Linked DNA regions of Mus musculus: region 1 is linked to region 2. A link is a contact called in public Hi-C data. All regions are on one chromosome and are shown on one strand. Each heading gives the region's core, a stretch centred on a gene start, on an enhancer-like site or on the middle of the called end of the contact. The rest is flanking DNA. Distances are from core to core; before and after follow the strand shown.

The links. A called contact is a pair of places that touch in the nucleus more often than the background predicts.
Region 1: a contact with region 2 is called in a Hi-C map of bone marrow-derived macrophages, with 27 read pairs. The contact joins two enhancer-like sites. A contact is called at or near these places in 1 of 15 datasets of contacts at CTCF or cohesin (liver), 49 of 484 Hi-C or Micro-C datasets (the AML12 cell line, the C2C12 cell line, the F1.1 cell line and 26 more) and 6 of 115 datasets of contacts at active chromatin or transcription factors (the NIH/3T3 cell line, embryonic fibroblasts, hepatocytes and 3 more).

The regions. Positions count from the first base shown.
Region 1 is chr5:90,860,059-90,866,965 of GRCm38.p6, reverse strand. No RefSeq gene overlaps it. Among named protein-coding and RNA genes, the nearest start is that of Cxcl1, 28 kb to the left of the region's middle. Within about 2 kb of position 4,870, at least 8 of the 459 cell types and tissues checked have an H3K27ac peak or open chromatin away from gene starts, as enhancers often do. A contact at or near this core is called in bone marrow-derived macrophages, where this site is marked.
Region 2 is chr5:90,657,009-90,664,502 of GRCm38.p6, reverse strand. No RefSeq gene overlaps it. Among named protein-coding and RNA genes, the nearest start is that of Rassf6, 20 kb to the right of the region's middle. Within about 2 kb of position 2,887, at least 24 of the 459 cell types and tissues checked have an H3K27ac peak or open chromatin away from gene starts, as enhancers often do. A contact at or near this core is called in bone marrow-derived macrophages, where this site is marked.

The sequences.
Region 1 (6,907 bases), core at 3,621-6,120, 200 kb before region 2:
CATATTATTCAGGACTCTGCAAGAAGGGATTGCAACAAAACCCTTCTTTAATAATTGAGTATGTAGGTATCCCACTTAATTGTACAGCTGCCTAGAAGATAGAAAGACAGGCCTTGTGTGTTTAAAATGAGCAAGAAAGCAGTTACATGTATCTAGATATATCTCTTCAAGGCTCTTCTCAGTAGACCATACATAAACTATCCAAGTGACATTCAGTGCTTCTCTTATTGCATGACCTGGAAACACACTGTAGAAAATCTGTAATCTTTAATTTCTTACCTTGTGTATAGTAATGATTGTTTAGTTTTCCACTTCACCCAAAACCTTACACAAAAACAGTTTCAAAACCTGACTTCTTCCATATTCTCTTCTACCTTCAATATCAGGCAAAACTGTAGGTTATAAGTCTTGTAAGGTCATGTCTGGAAAACCCCAAATTAAGTTTTTTTTCTAAAAGCATTATTAATTTGTTGTTTCTCTCCCTCTCCTTTAGATTCTTTGTACTTTTAAGAGGGAGCCTGAAAATGTTTTTGTCCAGACCCCCCAAAAAACAAATTTCTTCTTGACTATTAATGTAATGCTACATGAAATGTCTTTGAATTGACTGCAACTGATAGGCAACATTTGATAAATGGCAGAAAGATTAATATAGAAGGTATGACATTCTGGCTTTACTTAATGTTTGTATAGCTTGAATAAGTCACTTCAAGATAACAATCATGTGTGTGTGTGTGTGTGTGTGTGTGTGTGTGTGTGTGTGAGGGAGAGAGACAGAAGCAGAGAGACAGAGATAAACAGAGAGAGAGGACTAAATGAGATAGCATGAGTACTGTATCTGGCACATAATAGCATCTTCATGTTACATTTTTGTTAAAATCCTGTTTTCATTCATAGTACAATAGAGTAATTTTCACTGGAAAGATCCAAACAAAGTATTGTTGATGTTTCTCTGTTTAGTGAGTTAGCATTAAAATACTTCTTAAAATAGCATTGCACCCTACAGAGCTGACTATAGGCTTGCTTACTCATGGGGAGGAAGAGGTGGTCAAAAGAGACTGCTCAACTGTGGAGCAGTACAGGTTGGAATGTGACGGAACCATATGTATGTATTTTTCAGCAAAGATTTACAGAATTGTTGGTTAGAGCCCAAGGATCTGGGCTTCTAGACCAGTGGTAGGCTTGGCTCACCAGGCAAAGTAGTCTGGGTTCAATGCCAGCACAAAAAACAAAGTGAAATGAATTAGGAAAGTGAGAGGCTTAATCTGACTGTGCAGGAAACAAAAGCAGATAAGAGATGAATTGTTGAAATTATTCATCTTCAGTTGTCTTCGCAGCTTTGGTCTGGTAAACAGGAAGGTAAGTATAAACTGTCTAATTGTGAGTCTGAATCCCAGAATCCACATAAAGCTGGATACATTACTCTTACACGCGTTCTTACACAGAATCTTCTGCGGCAAAACTTTATTGCTTACATCTTCAGGAGCAAGAGTGCAAGAGAGCAAGAGCTCTATTGCTTACATCTTTAGGAGCCAGAGCGCAAGAGCGCAAGAGCCAGAGCAAGAGAGAGAATGGCGAAACCCCGTCCCTTTTAAGGAGAATTATCCTCTGCCTAGGACGTGTCGCTCCCTGATTGGCTGCAGCCCATCGGCCGAGTTGTCGTCACGGGGAAGGCAGAGCACATGGAGTGGAGAACTACCCTTGGCACATGCGCAGATTATTTGTTTACCACGTAGAACACAGGATGTCAGCGCCATCTTGTAACGGCGAATGTGAGGGTGGCTCCCCACACATTACACCTATGCAAAGATGAGAGGCAGAGACAAGAGCATCCCTAGAAACTCATAGGCCAGCTGCTCTGCCATATTCCGCTGCAAAGAACAGAGAACTTGTCGCACACTAGGTGGAAAGTGAAGACTAACAGTAAAGTTTACTAACAGTAAAGTCCTCTGAAATCCATGTGTGCTTCGGCATACATGTGCCTGCACTCATACAAATGAATACATACATACCACACACATAACCCAATAGGTCATGTATGCACACATATCATACATACATATATACATACATATATACACAATCTATCCTCATATACAAATAAAATCCATGCCTACCTGTGGAGAATACTAAACATTTTCTCTTGTTCTGAATTTCCTGATGAATTGTATAATTATAAAAGATGAATGTAGGAACATATTTTTTTATATAAATTAATTATGTATGATCTTATTTCAGGCATGCCTGAAGTGGCTAAGATGAACTGAAAGAGCGAAATTTCGTTCTTTTTATGCTGACCTCAACAGCTTCTTGTAAAACTGACAATTGTGGAACTATTGTTTTCTCCCCTCCTACCTTTACTCTCGACCTTTTTAAATTTCCTCTTTTCTCCATAATTCTGGAGCCTAGAACTTTGTCCCTGTTCTCTGGAAGTCCTGCGGCTACTACCTCCCTTTTCTAGTGAAGACTGCCCATTATCTAACTCACATCTCCTTTCTACCACACCCCATCGATGTGCACAACATACGGCACTGACCTGGTTGACCTCCTCGATTGTAAAATACAAATGAATGAGCTAAAGCTTTGTCAAGCTACCTTAAGCGTAATTTGAACAAGTAAATTCTCTAATAGAAAAATAAGTGGGATTGTAACCTTATCGAGACGATTTCTTTTGCTTATTTTTTAATTTTGCTTATCAGTTTTCTACATGTACTCAAAATATTTTGATCATGCCCACCCACCCACTGTCCTCACTTAGCTTCTCCCAGACTCCTTGCCACATTCCCTGTCCCCACCCAACTTCATCTCCTTTCTACAAAATAACTCACTGAGTTCAGTTAGTGTTGGCCTGTGTGCATGGGTATGGTGGTGCCATCTACTAGAGCATGAGCAACCCAGAAGAGACCACATCCCTGAAGAAAATGGCTCTTCCTCTCCTGTGGGGCCAGAAAGCCATGTGCCTGGGGAGCCAGTCTGGAGCAGGAGTGATGTCCAAATCCTAAAAAATCTCATCCTAAAACTAGCAGGAGTACCACTGTTTTCCTATTTGCTCCACATGTCCCAGTGTCAGTTCAACCTTCTGATCCCCACCTCTCCACCCTTGAGGTCGTCATGTAGCCTGGTGGCCAAATTACAGGAAAAACTTCTTCTTTCTCCATAAGGATATGTTCAGCAAGCATCTGGACTTCATCTTTATGAAAATGAAGCCTTGCCAGCCCCTTAACACTAGCCAGTGATGCACACTTACCCCAAAGCCCCCTACATACTCCCCAAGATCTATATAGCCCTTGTTACCCCCTGAGCTGTTTAACTGAAAACCATCTCAGAGAAGGCTATATCTCCTCCATCCACACCACTGAGGCTCTGTGTAACCTATCTACCTTTCTGAGCTTTGTTCTGTGCAGTCCAGGGAGGGGGGGGCACAATGGTGCCTGGATACCCAGAGAGCAGAAGCAGACCTGGCTGGCACTACCCCCAGCAACTATAAACTGCCATTAACATCTCAGCCAGGAGCTCATTTCAGGTGAGGCCCTTCTCCATCCATGCTGGACTGTTGTCTGGCTTGATCTTCTGCAGGTCTTGTGCAGGGAAGCACAGCTGTTGTGAGTTCACAAATACAATGGCTTTGTCTCTACATCACTATCCTGCAACAGTCCTCCCAGACTTCTGGCTGTTACAATGTTTCCTGAGTCTTGTGGGGAATGGGGTGACATAGGTGCTCATGGCTTGGCCCTCCACAATCATTTTTTCTCTGAACATTGACTAGTTGTGAGTCTCTGTGTTACCATAAGAAGCTCCTAATGGATGCTGAGAGCTTCACTAGTCTATGTATGTAGAGAAACATATTAAGAAGGGAATTTGATGTTAGGTCCATTTAGCAATACAGCATAGACTCTTGGCCAGGTTTACAGTGCCAGATATAAGTTCTCTCCTTTAAGGCACAGTCGGTAAAGGTTATCAGAAAGCTGACAGTTGCCCTTACAAGTACAAGCCATTACTTCACCAATTGGCATATTTTTCCAGGTCAGTCACACTGTAGCTGGTAGGAATCATAGATAAACAAGAATCTTGCTGGCCTCTCCCCCTGACCCCAACAGCCTGTGTATCACCTTCCAGCACTGAGAAAGCTAGCTAGAAAGGCAGATGCTTTTAGGTCAGTATTGGCTTGATGGTTTCTTGTTTTTTGTTTTTTGTTTTTTGTTTTTTTTTTTCATTTTCTGTGACCAGTGTGTGTCATGTACAGACTACTTCTAGGCAATATCATAAAACCACAAATCTGGAACACTGTGTAGTACAAAACTGCAGTCATATACAAGCATGCCTTCCCATGCAATAAAGCAAATGCAAGAAATAAGCTCTGAAGCTAACGGCAGCCTCTGCTCCCACCCACCTCTTCCCAATCTGAAGTTTCGCATGCAGCTTTAATGGGAGATTTATGATATTGTATTGTGTATACAATTACATTCCATTGTACATTTCCTGTGAATTCATACTTTCAATGGAAGAAATTCACCCTTATTTTCAAAAGCAGGTGACTCATGATACATTTCACTTATTAAATAAAGGTGCAAAATTGTTCTCTCTCTATAGTTAAGCATATCCCAACCACATCAAACCCCAACTAACAATCATACTTAGATTTTTAAACACAAGAAAGTATGGTGGGCTTAGGCCCATTCCTGATGACCTTAAAGGCTCTCAGTGATATTAAAGTTGATCCCTTTAATCTGGGATACAGAAAAAAAGTGCTGTCTGGCTCCATTGCAGATTGAGAAATTGGAAAAGGAAGGACAAGGGATTGCTCAATCCAATGAGCAGAACTGTAAAAAGGAATCAAAGATCTCTGATTCATTGTCTGGTCTTTTCTAGAGGTAGACCGCACTGCAGTGTTTAACTCACAGTCGGATGCTGTAAACACAACTAACCACAGGACATGCAGCGATTTGAGGAAGCATAAATATAAAGTGCATCCTCTCGAGCAAGTGCTAAGCATGTCCCAGACTTGTGGTGGCCTCTTAACATTGTTATAACATGTGCATTAGGAAAGGGCCACCGGGAACAGCACTGATACCATCTTGAAGGTAAACGAAAACTGATGTTTTGGGGTAACTGGCTATTTCCAAAGAGAGAAGAAAACAAAGAACTAAAGAAACGCAAAGCAAATTAAAATAAAAGGAGAAAACAAGTCTCTAAAGACGTAAGATACTTTTTGATAAAGCCTGTCATTACAGTTTTTATTCTGCGAAGTCAGAACCCTGTCAAGGACTTGGGTCCTTGTAGCTGATTGTTGGGGGCATCCAGAGCATTAATGTGAGGCATGGGAGAGGTCAAACAATGAGAACTATTAGTATGATACGTAATTAGTGTTAGTCAGTGACGTGCGTGTGTCTTAAGAATGGCCATAATGGGTAACATCATTTCCATGCCCTTGGGATTACTAAGGGTCACACCATGCCTCCAAATCTCATGCAGGGTCTGGGGCCATCCATCCTTTTGCCAAGTTTATGAGGTTTCAAGGGGTATTAACTTTCATCCTTTCCTGTATATCTTGCACACGAGTTAAGTAGACCTTAGTGCCTTGGGGAGATTGACACAGAGTGTAGAAACATGCTTATTGTTTGATGGGCAAGAACCCATGTGGCATGAACCTGAGGTTGGCTACAGCTCTTCATTATAGCTATGATGGAGATTAAGCATAAATTGGGGTGTGGAACCAAAAAAAATAGCAGTAAGTGAGTAATCACAGTTCCCACTCGCCTTCACTGGGTATCTAATCTAACCTGCATTTGCTTGACCACTGAATCTACTGAAACAAGCTATTGCTACTACTGATGAACCCCTGAACCTCCATCAATACTGTGTCTCTCTGTCCTTAGTACCTATGCTATAGTTTCATTATCTTGGGTTAGAAGTTGAGCTGATTTAATTTGCTCAACTAGCAGAACATTTTAGACTTTCAACTTTGCATCATTTGAGCATCGAGCTACCTTGCACCTGTCTGCACAGAGTAACTGAAAAGTGTCCACTTGCTATTTTCAAAAAATAGTACAGCAGCATTTGAAGACCCAGAAAGCTCCAGTGTTCCATCATGTGCAATGTCAGTTAGGGTCTAAGATGTTAGCTTGTAGAGTGACTCCTTTATTTTTATGCTGGTCTAGCAGCACTAGGGGGTGGGGATCAAGGTCACCAGCAGCAGTTGTTGCTTTATGGACAGTAGAATACTTCTTCTGTGCCCTAGTGCTAGTGCTTATGTTCTTCTGACTAGAACCAGGACATCTGAATAGCCGTCACTGGGCAATACGAGTTCTGTAAGCACAAAGCCGGCACCTATCCTTATCATATTCCCACATGCCTAAACCAATCCTACCTCTATTGTAGCAGACATTGACTGAGTATGCATGTCACATCCTGCATGACGGTGTTCAAATCTTGGGGTGTCTTATCTGAGTCATTTTATTTCGATAGAAATGTTTATACTTAAAAGAGCTGGACAGTGTCGTGGAGGATAATTACACAGCTTAGGCCAAAACAAAACTTCTATAGCCTTATTCATCCATCTCTCAACACCAACATTTGCCTTCTCAAAATTTCTCTTGTCAATCCCCAAAAAACTCACAATGAAACAAGAGATTTAGCATAATCTGTCTTTAGCTTCATCTCGGTTCTCCTATCTATGACTTCCTTTGGCTTTTTATTTTCATGGACTTTTCTTAGACATGCTTTCCACTAAAACTCTGTTCCTTGTATTTCCCAATGAAAGTGAGTCTAGGTTTTACTTCTAAACCAAGCTGCCTTCAACTTGGAAATGTCCCAGGACAGAGAAAGAAAAATGAAGACTACTTACTCAGGAATATGTTTGTCTTTTCCATCTCTATCTCCACGCAGGGCATCTCCCATGTGTGTTTCTACT
Region 2 (7,494 bases), core at 1,638-4,137:
CTGAGTCCAGTCATTTGAACAGCAGCCAGGGACATGGTGAGTAGTAGAGTTCACTATAGTTTGGTGACAAGACACCTTAGGGATTCAAATCTAACTAGCAGAAATATTGAGTTATTGCTATCTGATTGAGTATTGTTTATTTTTGTGGTATAAAATTATTGTCTTTAAAACTTTTCCAGATCAGAATAAGGAAGATGACTGATTGAGTAGACTGCTTGCTACACAGCAGGGGACCAGAGTTCAGATTCCCAGGGACCGAACACACAAATACAAGCACACACAAGCACACACACATTTTAAAAAATCTGTTCACTTTACATCTCAATATCAGCCCCCCCTTCTCCCAGTACCTCCTCACGTAGATCCTCCCCGCATTCCTCCCTCATTTTCTCCTTTGAGAAGATGGAACCCCCCCCCCCATATCTATCCCCTCCACTATCCTATCCCCAACCTGTCCCATCAAGTCACTACAGGATTAGGCATATCCTTTCCCACTGAGGCCAGACAAGGCAGCCCACAGACAGACAGGCAACAGAGTCAGGGACAGCCTTTCCCCTGCTCTAGTTGTTGGGGGACCCACATGAAGACCAAGCTGCACATCTGCTATATATGTCTGTGTGTTTGGAGCGGGGGCGGGGGGAGTAGGTCCAGCCAATGCTTGCTCTTTGGTTGGTGCTTCAGTCTCTGGGAGCCCCCAAGAGTCCAGGTTACTTGACTCCGTTGTCTTCCTGTGGAGTCCCTGTCCTCTTCCTATTCCCCAATCCTTCTCCCAACTCTTCCATAAGACACCCTGAGCTCTGTCTAATGTCTCGCTGTGGTCTCTGCACATCTTTCCATTGGTTGCTGGGTAGAGCCTCTCAGAGGACAGTTATGTGGTACACTATATATATATATATATATATATATATATATATATATATATATATATATATATATATAAAGGTGAAAAAATTCCTTTGCATGGGAGTCAAATTTCTGAAGGTGTCTATGTGTTGCTGTTACATTGAACACCTCACGGCTACTTTTTACTGGTTAAAGGGGATTAGCTTTAATCATCTTCTGCTGAGAGAAGCGTGGGACCGTTTCTTAGGCAAGTCCAAATTTCTCTAAGACTTACAAACAAAGCTGGGGGGCGTAACTTAGTGGGTGAGCACTTTCCTGGCCTTGCATGAGGCCATCAGTTGAAATCTAGCTTGGGGGAGGGGATCATTTGAAACTAGAAGGTAACATTCTGTCTAAGCATGCATCAAGATGGCTGTGCCTCAAGGAGGAGGGTAGTCATTGGGGGAGGGTGTCTTCTACAAAATGTTCGGTTTGGTGCTCTCGGCATTTCAGTTTGGGTGTTTTTACACAATTGGGTGGAGATGGAGGAAGAAAGGAGGCAATACACTTCTTAGAATCAGTTATAGTCTCATCGAAAGGCAGGCTCACTCAGAGCATGGTCCAAGAACCAGAATCCTGGGGATCTAAACCCTACCAGACTCTTGGGGATCTAATGCTGAAAGTGCAGGGCCTCAGGCCCCAGCCCAGAGCTGCAGGGAAATGACCGCAAGAAAGGACAGGTGACTGCCAGACAGACAGCACCGGTGACCACCCGCACTGCTGGAGTCTGAGAAGAGTGACAGAGCAACCGGTCTCTGCCTCAGCTGCACTTGGGACTTTTTGAAGTTTTGAAAAGTCCCAGGGTGCAGTTCAAGGCCAGACGTTAGATCTGTTTAGCTGGAGCTGGAGCATCGAGGTTCTTGACGGTTTTGCAGATGGTTAGAGTATTTTGGTAAGGCTGAGAGCTGCAGGCTTAGTGCGCTGGCACTTCCAGCTTCTTTGTGCTTCTGGCTGGCACTCAGAAGCCTATGGAGTCCTGGTTAGACTTGAAGCCAATTCCTTATAACAGGTACAGGGTATTTGACAGTGTGCTGAGAAGGAAGCGCTCTGCACTGTGTAGTGGACATTTCCTTCCAAATGTATGTATGTATGCGTTTATATCCCTTTTATGTTGTGCCTTAAATATTTACCATGCACTGTGCAAGACAATCATATCCATTATATCTAAGCATCCCACATGTTCTACTAAGCTGTTTTATCCCTAGGGCCCCACAGCTTGTTACTGGGCATTCTTTTTGGAACTTTATTTGGAAGCTGGAACTGAGAAAAGTTAACGCTGTACTCTCAAGGCAGCCCATCGGAAGGACAGGGTTGCCAGGATGTCGGTCTCATCCTCAGTGCTGGCAATGTGGGCTTGCTCAGCAGGAGTTGACGATCCTTTAACCAGTAACCTTCTGTTACTGAGTTGTTTGATGTAACAGAAGCATGTCTGTTGTCTCCAAAACTAAAGCATCTCCCTGACCTAGCTCGTCTGTGCATGGTAATTGTCCCCGAGAAGAATGCCCAGTAGCCAGCTTTCCTGTCCTTACTTAGCCCACTTCAGAACGGCATCCCCTTTGCCAGCACCGATGCTTCCTTTTGAACAAGTATCACAAGGTGAGCCACAGTGTATGCTTCTGGTACTGTGGTGTGGTGCTTTGCAGTTTAAGACTGCCACCTAGTCCTCAGGTCAACGAGAAGAGGCTGTCTACGGCTCATAAAAACGATGATGAGGGATGAGAATATCAGCCTCCAGACATAGTGGGCAGAACACAAATGCCCAAGCCACTAAAAGAGATACCTTGAAGGCTCTGACAGGTGCCCAATTAACACACACACATCTTGTTCCAAGAACAACAAGCCCGTTCATTCGGCCCTCATGGTAACTCTACACGGACCGTCTTACTGATTTCATTTTACAAATGGGGAAGCTGAGGCTGCTTAAGCTACCTGCAGAAGTTTACTGTTAGTAATTTGTGAACTAAGGATTCTGGGGCCTCAGCCAAATCTAGCCCGACACTGCCACCTATAGGTAAGATGAGGTATCACTGTTTACTAAACCTAACAGGGATACAGACCATTCAAAAGTCAAAGTCCTGACTGGAACCAGATTCTCTGCATTCCCCTCCACGTCACAACACCCGTTTTTCATTTAAGGAAATACCTGTGATTAGTGACCGTGGAGTCGGAGAGTTCTGACCTGTTCTTGTCTCAGGAGGTCAGCGGGCACATTCTCATGTTTTCCCAATAAGTCTTGTCAATTTACTCTGCTCAACCTGAGTCAAGATTTGTGAATATGATTGGAGATTCTAAAGGAGGATACTTTCTAGCTTGGGTGTGCATGAGGAAGCATGTAAGCCAGATGGCCGCAAGGGAAGCATCTTGCGACTGTGATGTCATAGCTAGGGATGAGGACAAGGCCAGAATGAAGGTCTTGCTCAAACTTGTCTGATGTTGAGTCTTCCTTTGGTTTTCGGCTTAGGTACCCCCAAGCCTCCTTTGTTGCTGAATTCCCATTGGGTTTTAAGAAACCAAACTTTCTTAGCCTTTGTGTCTGTTCCACTGTACTGTAAGTCACTTCAGGTGAAGAATTTGTTTTTCAAGCTACGGTGAGTGAAGGTCTCACTGCGGAGCTCTTCCTGCAGAGGAAGAGGCAGAGTTGTCTCTAGGTGAGCACAGTGTTCAGATAACTCTTCCACAGAGCATCCAGATGTCACCATCGGGAGAGGGTAGGTGAGGAAAGATGCTGGTGCTGAGTCAGCCCGGGACCTCTCACCCATTTGCATAACTGCATGAAATCCAGTTTATGTCAAATTCAAGGAAAAACCAGCTTTGTTTCCTGCATGTTTGGTGGAAATGCAGTCATGGCTGGTACTAAGAACAGGAAATCGCATTGAGAAATAAAACATGAGCAAACCGATTGTTCTTACTTTGTGCGAAACCATTCCTCCCATGACTCTTCACAAGAATTCAGGAAATTAGCCGGGCACAGTTGGTACATGCATGCCTGCAATCCCTGTACTTGTGAGCATAAGAATTTGACACCAGCCTAAGCTAGATGGGAAAGCCTGCATTTGTAAGATATAAGATATAAGATAAGATATAAAGACTCAGGAAATCCTGTGTAGTGTGACTCAGTCTTCCATGCTGGCCTTGCTTACCAAGGATGGCAGAATTTGGCTCCCTAGATGTTGGAGTGACACATCCCCCAGAGATAACTATCGTAAGGACCCCCTTTAGGCATGTTTCCTTTTGTGTCCACCAATCCTTCTGCTCACTCCAAGATGCTGGGCTCAAGTCTTCTCACTAGTAGGAAGCCTACAAGTATCAAGTGTCCTTCCATGGGACAGAAAGATGGCTCTGTGGATAAACCCTTTGCCCCACAAATGTGTGGACTGGAGTGCAGGTGCACGTCTTCAGCACCAAGGCAAGTGTAGGTTTCATGTGGTGGCATGCCTGTACTCCAAGGAGACAGAGACATTCCATCTTCTAGCTAGACAAACAAGCAAAATCGGTCTGCTCTGGGTTTAGGAAGAGACCCCATCCCAAGATATAAAGTGAAGAGCAACTGATGGAGACATCTGACGTCACCCTCTGGCTTTTACATGCATGTACATACACCACATGTGAGTTCACATTCCTGCAAGCACATGCCGGAGCATGCACAGCTCAGCTCAGCAGATAAAGGTGGCTGCCACAGAGCCTGATGACCTGAGTTGGAGCTCTGGGACCCATATGGTGAAAGGAGAGAGCTGGCTGGCTCTTCCGAGTTGTTCTTAGACCTCTACAGGTACAGCACATGAGCACACCCCTTCACAGCACACACACAAATATTTAAAAGAAAATATAAGTATTATAGACAAACAGAAACTGGATTATCATATACTTCATGAACAATTCTATTATAATATCACTTATCATGAGAACGAATTTACATATTTGAATATGTATTAGCTATATATTTAGGGAAGAGGAAGGTTGCCAAGTACTTACCAAAACTCTTGCTACCGTGTTTACTGTCTGAAGTATATTGGAAATTAAGAACAGATTTTGTTTAACTTAATAAAGTTAACCTGGAAGAAATAGATTATTTTAAACGACAATTTCCCTTGGTACTTATTTGAGGGAAAAAATTGTTTTGTTCTCCAATTAGTTTATTTGTATCAAGTTGAAATCAATAGTAGACTTGCAGTCAAGGATCTCTGAAGGATCATACCTGAGATTGGATACATAGTGTGCATAAAGAGCAATTAAGAGCATCCCGGGGGAGGGGCCGGTTGTTGAAGCTGGAGTGCTCAGGAGGAGCACGGGAGAGGGACGGGGGGGGGGGGGGGGGGGGGGTAGAGGAAGCTAAGAAAGCAGGATTGCTCCGGATTGGATGTTGTCAGGACGGTGCACTGGTGTTCACAGATCTCTCAATTCTTATCTGAACCAAGGAAGATGAAAGTTTAATGAAACATGTCATCAGAGTCACGGATGAGCAGCCACACTGCCTAATCAGGATGGAGGTGGGCTGTTCATCTCTGTAGCTGAGCACGCACACTTCGCGGGTTCAGACTCGGCTGCGGGTCCTTCCTTGGTCATGATCCATCCTGGTTCTGTCTGATACGAGTGTTTTATGAAACTGTCTGTTTCAGAAGAGAACATGAGCAGCAGCTATCTCTTTCTCAAAATCACATCTTTAAGTGTCCAAACACAGAAAGCAAATGTATTCACTAGGCAAAGATAAGGTCCCCAAAGCCTTAATAGGTATTTAGAAATTAAGGAGTAAGTAAGGAATTGATTTTTACCAAGTCAACAGAGGTTTTCGGTATGCAAGTTGATAAAGTTTCCCAATTTCTTCATTTAAATTTGGATAAAATTTTAGAGGTTTTAAAAATAAGATAACCATTTTTCCCTGCTTTTTAAAAAGCTTACAAATATCTTTCCGGCATATTGGTAGATACCTGTGATCTCAGCACTCAGAAAGCAGAGGCTAAGAAGATTCCTGTAAGTTCAGAGCCAGCCGAAGCTACATAAGGAGACTCTGTCTTAACAAACTAACAATACATTCCCTAATTTTTTTTTCATATATGGAATCAGAAATGTTCACAGAGTTTGGGTACGTGGGTGCATGCGTTCTGGATTATGCCTCAGCCAATCCGCATGGCCCTTTCTAAAAGCGAGCACAGAGGCTGAGCAAAGCGCCTACGCCCGCGCTCCCACGGCATGTAAGATGTGGAGCAGCTGCAATTCCGAGTCGTCCTTGGACATACAGGCAACACGAGGAGCTTGAGGCCAGCCTGAGCTACACGAGATCTTCCTATCTCAAAACAAAACAAAGCATAAGGTCAATTAAATCACTGCTCAGACAATAGCTGGCAGGTCTGGAAGCCGAGTGCCAGAGGTTGGTACTGCTGTACCAGCTGTGCATTGAATGTGACTCTGGCGGCCCAACTCCCAGGGTGCACTGCTCTCTGCTCACATCCCTGCTAAGGTCCGCCTCACTCAGGGAGAGTGGCCCTCACCAGGTTCTAGGACTCTTCCTCCCCAGAGGAAACTTAGGACAGAAGAATAAATAAGAAGAACCCCACCACCACCACAGAAGCTCAAAGGATGGCAGTCAGTATCTCTGTCCTTCGGTGGCATCTGCGGATGTCCCTTCTCTGTGGCTGGCACCTCTGATTCTCTAAGAGGCTTTTCTGGTATTGTGAACCAAAAGGCTGGGCCATAATTTCTGCAGCTGTCTATTCACCCAAACCAGGCAACAGAGCACCAAGAGGCACCAAAATGCATCGTATGAGTTGGGTCTTCTGGCATGGAATCCCAAGTAACATTATGTCCAGCCCAAAGATACACTGGGCATGAGGGAATCTGCACATGGCCGTGAAACCTATCCAGGAGTCACCAGCCTGATAGATATTAGAAAACCCCACTACCACTTAGAGGTAATACTGAGAATTCAGAGCCATTATCAGGTATATAGACACCTTGAAACCTGGCCCTTCATATGAAGCAGTGCCCACATCCAGATGAGTGCACAAATTCAACAGACAAAGGATGATGCATTAATGAGCCTGGTTAAAACTGGCCTGAAGGACACATGTGAAATTGGTGCTTTCTCTCCCACCAACTCTGGACTCTTCATGGTTAGAAATTAGTTCTAGGAGCTGGAAAGATGGTTCAGCAGTTAAGAGCACTGACTGTTCTTCCAGAGGTCCTGAGTTCAATTCCCAGCAACCACCTGGTGGCTCACAATCATCTGTAATGGGATCCGATGCCCCCTTCTGGTGTGTCTGAAAAGAATGAAGGTGTATTTGCATACATAAAATAAGTTAATAATCTCCCCATGGCCCAGCCAGCAAGAACAAGTCACCGTCATGAGCCAGACCATCTGACGTCAGAGGAAGCAGAGATACAGGGTGTTCAGTAGGGAATGTGTGTGTTGGCACAGCTGGACTAAATCCATACAATTCAATCCCGACCCGTGGAGCACTCGTGTCTTGACACACCCAACGTGCCTAATAGTTCTTGCTCGAGTGACTTAGAGTGTAGTCACTGACAAAGCAGATCAATGTGACAATCATGGACATCAGTTTAGGTTATAGTACCCCAGGAGGCAGAGGAGACTCTTGAAAAAGTCATGATTGTATA